Regions from separate parts of the Mus musculus genome. Here region 2 is linked to region 1. Evidence: chromatin contacts called from public promoter capture Hi-C data. All regions are on one chromosome and are shown on one strand. Each heading gives the region's core, a stretch centred on a gene start, on an enhancer-like site or on the middle of the called end of the contact. The rest is flanking DNA. Distances are from core to core; before and after follow the strand shown. Region 1 holds the start of Gemin6 (gem nuclear organelle associated protein 6). Region 2 overlaps Arhgef33 (Rho guanine nucleotide exchange factor (GEF) 33).

Region 1 (3,237 bases), core at 532-3,031:
CTTCCCAGCCATGAAATTGCAAATGAGCCATACCGGGCTTTTTTTTTTTTTTTTAATGGAGCCATTCCTAGCATTCATCAATATAATCTTGATGACTACTAAGCATATACATAAAGAAGAGACATTTCAATTGGCTGGTACTAATTGAGTGAATTAGAAAAGCTAGAAGCCGGGTGATGGTGGCGCACACCTTTAATCCCAGCACTTGGAAGGCAGAGGCAGGCAGATTTCTGAGTTCGAGGCCAGCCTGGTCTACAGAGTGAGTTCCAGGACAGCCAGGGCTACACAGAGAAACCCTGTCTCGAATTTAAAAAAAAAAAAAAAAAGCTAGAATAGTTTAAATATCTTGTATCTAGTTGCAACTGATTTTTAAATTTTTTTAATTTTTTTTTTTTTTTTTTTTTTGTAGCAGGGCTGGCCTAGAACTCACTATGTAGACTAATTGATCCCAAACTCCCTGCCTACCTCTGCTTTCCACAAGCTTGGATTAAAGTCCTATGCACCACATGTGGCCCAAATGCAACTTAAATTTCTGATAATTTGGACAGAGTAGGGACATGTCCTTGTTTCAAAAGGGGAAGAAAACATAAGCCAAACAGGTTTGCAGTAAAGAATGAAACTTAAAATGCAACTGAACAGTTGTCACAAATCAGTTGTAGATTTTTATTCTGTAGTTTTAAAGGTCAAACATTTTCTCCCACACTCTTAATAACTTGGAATTTACATTAGCTCTTGTAGCTTTATAGAGGGTTTTAACTGATAAACTCTAACTTAATCCATGAAATCTCATTAATATGAAGTCAATCATTCAATAAATGAAGGTTTTGGGAAGGATTATTTGATATGGAATTTCAAGTAGTAATTTTAAAAAACCGATTCATATTTAATGTTTCTGCTGCTTGGCTTGACAATCTTTTTTTTTTTTTTTTTTTTTTTTTTGAGACAGGGTTTCTCTGTGTAGCTCAGGCTGTCCTGGAACTCACTTTATAGACCAGGCTGGCCTCGAACTCAGAAATTCGCCTGCCTCTGCCTCCCGAGTGCTGGGATTAAAGGCGTGCGCCACCACGCCCACCTCTGGCTTGACAATTTTATAGCTCAGTTTTTGTTCATCGCCCTTGGTGGGTTTTTTTGTTGTAGTTGTTGTCTTGGCGGGGGAGAGGGTTGTTTTTTTCTCTTTTCAGTATAGGCAGAATCTTAGCATTTACTGCCTTGCACCACTTTTCAGTATCACAGTCTCGAAGATTCTGCAGTATGTCAGAGCCCAGTCAGCTACGTGCCCAGAAATCTGAAGCAGAAACAACATAATCCAGTGCTGCTTGGGAGGCAGAGGCAGGCGAAGTCTACAGAGTGAGTTCCAGGACAGCTAGGGCTACACAGAGAAACCCTGTCTCGAAAAAAAAAAAAAAAAAAAAATCCAGTGCTGATCTTCCCAACTTCACCACTGTTCTTGAGATTTACTGAGAACACGTCCCCAAAGGTGCACGCATTTTAACCGGCTCCAAAACGAGCTAGACCAGAATTCATGCCATTCACCTCGGCTTTTAGAGCCTTAAGGTTTACCCAGAGAGCTTTGTGTTGAATTCAGGGCAAAATCGCATTTTCATACCCCACTTAAAAAGCTTTGAGGTACGAACATTTTCCTCTTACAAAGATTTCTTGAGACGTTCACGGTGGCCAGGAGAACTCAAGTTCCCTTGGACACAACCTGCAGTGCAAGAACGGAGGCAAAGGACTACAGGATGGAGGATTCTGGGGGAAGGAAATGACGTCAGGAGCAAAGCATGCTGGGCTCAGGCGGGCCGACTCAAGCCCGCTCGGCGGCGTGTGAGCTAAGTAGAAATATAGCCAGGGTCTCTGCGGCGTTTCCCTGAGTCGTGCAGAGTTCTGGGTATGGCGGCCTCTGGACAGGACCTGGTGTTGGAGCTCTAGAGCTTCGCTAACGGGTCCTCAGCGCTTTACGAGAAAATTGGCGCAAAGCCCGTGGAGAGTCATCTAGAAAGAGTAGGTGGGAATCCGAGAACTCCGCATCAGTTATGTCTGTCAGGGGTTTAGGGCGAAATCCTTTTATCTAAGGAAAGCGGAACGGAAGTGGCTGCTTCTTCTTTTTTCTAAAAAAGATTTCTTTATTGTATATGAGCACACCACTGCTTTCTTCAGACACACCAGAAGAGGACATCGGATTCCATTACCGATGGTTTTGAGCTACCATGTGGTTGCTGGGAATTGACCTCCCAGTCGGTGCTCTTAACCGCTGAGCCATCTCTCCAGCCCCGAAGAGTTTGAGTTATCTACGGGCCAGGTTCAAAGCCAGGTTGAAAGCGGTATCCGGAATTGGGAGCAGAGGGTGGGACTAGACATGCCACAGGAGTTTTAAGAATTGTACCTGTGGCCATTCACTATTACCATCAGTCTGAATTATAAATACCCCTTCCCAGATATACTAAACAAAACATTCTCAAGAATTCTCCAAAGATAGTATCAGTTTCTTATACCCCAGATGGGCGTTTTGCTTGTTCTTCTGAGATCTGAGACGGCACACTATGTTACCAGGCTGGTCTCAGCACTACTAGTAGGTAGGGACTGTAGGTGTGAGTTAAGACTGGCTCTATGTATCAGTGCTTACTTGCATTAAGAAACTCGTTATTTTCAGGCAAATTACAGACTGCCTACAGAATGGCGATCATTAAGACATTTGCTTGGGCTGGTGAGATGGCTCAGTGGGTAAGAGCACTGACTGCTATTCCAAAGGTTCAGAGTTCAAATCCCAGCAACCACATGGTGGCTCACAACCATCCGTAAAAAGATCTGACTCCCTCTTCTGGATTGTCTGAAGACAGCTACAGTGTACTTACATATAATAAATAAATGAATCTTTAAAAATATTTTTAAAAAAAGACATTTGCTTGTGTGGAATATCCATAGTGATTAACCCAAATTGATAATGGTTCTAGATCTGGGCAACTGGTAACCATGAGCGAATGGATGAAGAAAAGCCCCTTAGAATGGGAAGATTACGTTTATAAAGAAGTGAGAGTGATAGCCTGTGAGAAGGAGTATAAAGGATGGCTTCTAACCACAGATCCAGTCTCTGCCAAGTGAGTATGCAACTTAATTTTGTGAAATGACAATCCTATGTACTGGCCCCGGATATCCAAGCTGAGAAGGCAGATCAATCAAAGACTGGTCATTCACACATAATAATTGCTTTTGAGCCTAACTGCTGCTGTTTTAACTATG
Region 2 (3,312 bases), core at 521-3,020, 130 kb after region 1:
CTTTTGCAGAGGACCAGAGTTTAGTTCCCAGAACCTCATCAGGCAGTTCACAGACGCCTTCGACTCCAGCTCCAGGGGATCCAACACCCTTCTCTGGCCTCTGTAGGTGAATGGGTATGTGTAGACACACACACACACACACACACACACACACGCACACACACACACGCAAACAACAACAAAACAAAACAAACAAAAATCCCAAAACACTCACCACAAATCTGTAAAAGCAACAGAGCTTGGATCTTTAGCCCACGTAGCTGTCACGATGTAAGCCAGCCTGTGAACTAGTCGTATTGGTGAGCTTTGGGTTTGATTGAAAGACCCTGCCTCGATGGCATGAGTAGAAAGTAATGGAGGATAACTTACAACCTCAACTCCAGGCCTCCACATGCATGAACACGTATCTACATATATGTGTTCACATGTATGCAAACATACAAACACATATGCAGATGGAAAAAATGGTTAGTATAAAAATGGATGGTAGCATTTCATGGGAAAATATATTTAACATGATATGACATGAAATCAAAATGATATGCAATGTGTACATAGCTTGATTTTCGATGTAAAGACATGTAAATTGATAACTAGAAAGAGAGGGATTGTTGTTTTAAGGATTGCGACAGCAGTGATTTTCCTTTGTTTTAAAACTTCCGATAGGTTCTCCAGTGTTGCTGTTATTTACTTGGGTAGTTGAAAAAAAAGTTAGTCAGTGCTTCTGACAGGCAGAAACAAGTCAGTGTGCCCAATAAATAGTTGGGTAGAAACAAGTCAGTGTGCCCAATAAATAGTTGGGCAGAAACAAGTCAGTGTGCCCAATAAATAGTTGCCGTCTTCATTGGTATGTTATGGGGATCATAGTTGTCTGAGCCTGGGAAACAGCTTATGGTTACATTGTTTGGGCGAAATGCTTCCGGTTCTTGGTGTTCTGCGATTGAGCTGTTAAGGGTGTGTAAATCACCCCAAGCAAATATTCAACCCTGCAAACGTTACAGACCCTGGTAAGAGCCGGGCATGGTGGCCAGGCCTTTAATCCTAGCAGTTGGCAGAGGCAGGAGGCTCTATGTGGTGGGGTCTATACTAAAAGCCTGGGGGGCTAGCCAGGGCTACATAGTGAGACCTAGTGTCCCAAACGAAAATCAAAACAAAATCAAAGATCCCGGTGACAAGGAAGCCAGTAATAGAAAAATAAGAATGAAAACATCACAATTAGATGTAATTTATAATACTTTAAAGTTGGTGAATTAAGTTGAACTATACGAACTGTTCGGCTTTAACCACTTATAATTTATTTTTTAAAAAAAGCAATTTATATAGTTCAACCTAGGTGTGCCTTGGCTGCACATTAAAAAATAAATAAATAAAGGAAAATTTATATGTTCAACCTAACAATTCACTCTCTGGTATTACTCTGAATCGAGTCGTTCCTAGTCTATCAGACTAAGAACCAAAGTCCTTTCTGCTGTCTCCTTTGCTAGGAAAGCCCAAAAGGAAGAACATGGCGCGCAGGCCGGGCCGGCATCTGCGCCTGCGCCTGGGTCTGCGCCGACTCAAGGAAGCCCCTTCCGCTCCATCAATGTCCCTGAAGCCGGTCTCCCCAGTGACGACTTCACCAACATGTTGCCTTCTCAGAACTATGAAAAAGGTACAGCTCATAAACCTTGGGGGATTAACCATACATCGTTCTCCCTGATTCCTAGGGCTTGAGTAAAAGTGGGAAGCACTCACATCCTCGTCGGAAGAAAGTATGTTTGCTCTACCGCTCAGCACGGGGCTGGTTTCTACGCTTTAGAAGGCATCTGATGACCCCACGGTTCCCGAGAGACTGCCCAGTTCTAATGTTTGATCTTTGTGGAAAATACTAATTTTGACATTGCTTCTAAGTGTCAATTAGATTAAAAATAATTTAGTGTACTCAATATTATACTAACCATAAGAGAACTGGATTTTCAAAAAGTCACTCTAAATAGTTATCTATGGTACCGTCACGAGCCACCCATGTTCCCCGGAGAGCCAGGCTGGTGCTATCTGTGAGCTGAGACAGTTGCCAACCACATCCTGAGTGTACAGATGCGGCACGATGGTGTGTTGGCAGAACCAAAGGAGGATTCAAGGGCTGTGATTCTGGACCTGTGTTAGAATCAGGAAAAAAAATAAACAAAACAAAACAAATTTTGCTACATCATTATATTTTCAAGAGTGTCCAACAAAGAACCTACGCACAGAAAAATGAACGAATGTAGAAATTACTATAGTTTGTGTCTCTCTCTTCTCCCCCCCTTACCCCCTTTCCCTCTCTCCCTCCCCCTCCTTGTTTTAGTCATGTATAGAAACTCCTCAAACGGTAGTCTAAATGATTTTTCCATCAAGGGTAAACAGCTCAATGGCAGGGTTGCTGATTCTCCATCCTCGAAGCTCAGGATTTTACTGATTCAGAGACAGTTACGTGTGTTATGAATAACTGGGCGTAAAATTCTAAGGCGAGTGGCTTTTACTTGGTGAACTTCTGAGCCCAGGCTTACTTGGCTATTGGCCATTTGCCTATACATGGGAGCAGGTCTTTTAGCCCCTGTGTGTGCAGTCTGTGGACAGTGGCTTGATTGTCTGGGAGGGGCTCCACTGGTGGCCTTTTTCCTTCATGTACATTATGAAGAGCAAGATGAATCAAGATGGCCATGAAGGTGAAGAGCCCAAGATGGGCTCAGGGTAGAGGTCAGATAAGTACCAGGTCTGGGGCATCTGTGTGTATTTACTAGACAGACTTTTAAAAATTAGATTTACAAAGCATATTTGTGCATCTTCACACAATGGGTGACAGACCTCTTAGGCTGGAATACATCCATGGGATTTTTTTTTTTTTAATTCACTGACAACAACTAACCCAGATGATTGCAGTGCCCACATGCATTTCCTTATTTAAAATGTTTTACTTATTATTGTTAGTTTGTATGGGTGTATGTGTATGGTGTGTGTGTGTGTGACTTCAAGTGAGTGTGTGTCACAGCTTGGGTATGGAAGTTAGCATCTTTAAACTGTGGGTCCTTTCTTTCCAGCATGAATTTCAGATCAAATTCAAATTGTCAGCCTTTTACAGTAGCAACTTTCTCTGCTGAGCTGTGTCACCGGCTGGATTTAAGTGATCTGCTCCTGACAACCTCTCCTTCCCGCCCTGTGAGAGAGACATAGTCATAGCTTGTTCTACCATGCTGCTGTAAAAAATTTGAAATGTTGCCTTTGTTATGACATCGCGCATATACTTGGTGGTAGCTCATATTAAAATTCAGGTTAAAGGATCAAACCTTCAAA

The links. Promoter capture Hi-C pulls out the DNA fragments that hold promoters and counts their contacts.
Region 2: a promoter capture Hi-C map of pre-B cells shows a contact between it and region 1, with 1.6 times the contacts expected there. The contact joins the enhancer-like site here to the promoter of Gemin6 in region 1. A contact is called at or near these places in 4 of 39 promoter capture datasets (the 3T3-L1 cell line, the C10 cell line and pre-B cells), 1 of 15 datasets of contacts at CTCF or cohesin (CD8 T cells), 10 of 484 Hi-C or Micro-C datasets (CD8 T cells, the CH12 cell line, the HL-1 cell line and 5 more), 2 of 115 datasets of contacts at active chromatin or transcription factors (bone marrow-derived macrophages and embryonic stem cells) and 3 of 9 other capture datasets (adipose tissue, liver and pancreatic islet).

Annotation. Positions count from the first base shown.
Region 1 is chr17:80,222,670-80,225,906 of GRCm38.p6, forward strand. It overlaps Gemin6 (gem nuclear organelle associated protein 6), which reads left to right and starts at 1,782. Exons shown (of 3, transcript NM_026053.4): 1 at 1,782-2,001; 2 at 2,952-3,095. The coding sequence starts at 2,971.
Region 2 is chr17:80,347,936-80,351,247 of GRCm38.p6, forward strand. It overlaps Arhgef33 (Rho guanine nucleotide exchange factor (GEF) 33), which reads left to right. Exons shown (of 18, transcript NM_001145452.1): 6 at 1,485-1,651. Among named protein-coding and RNA genes, the nearest start is that of Gm10190, 24 kb to the right of the region's middle. Within about 2 kb of position 1,771, at least 15 of the 459 cell types and tissues checked have an H3K27ac peak or open chromatin away from gene starts, as enhancers often do. A contact at or near this core is called in pre-B cells, where this site is marked.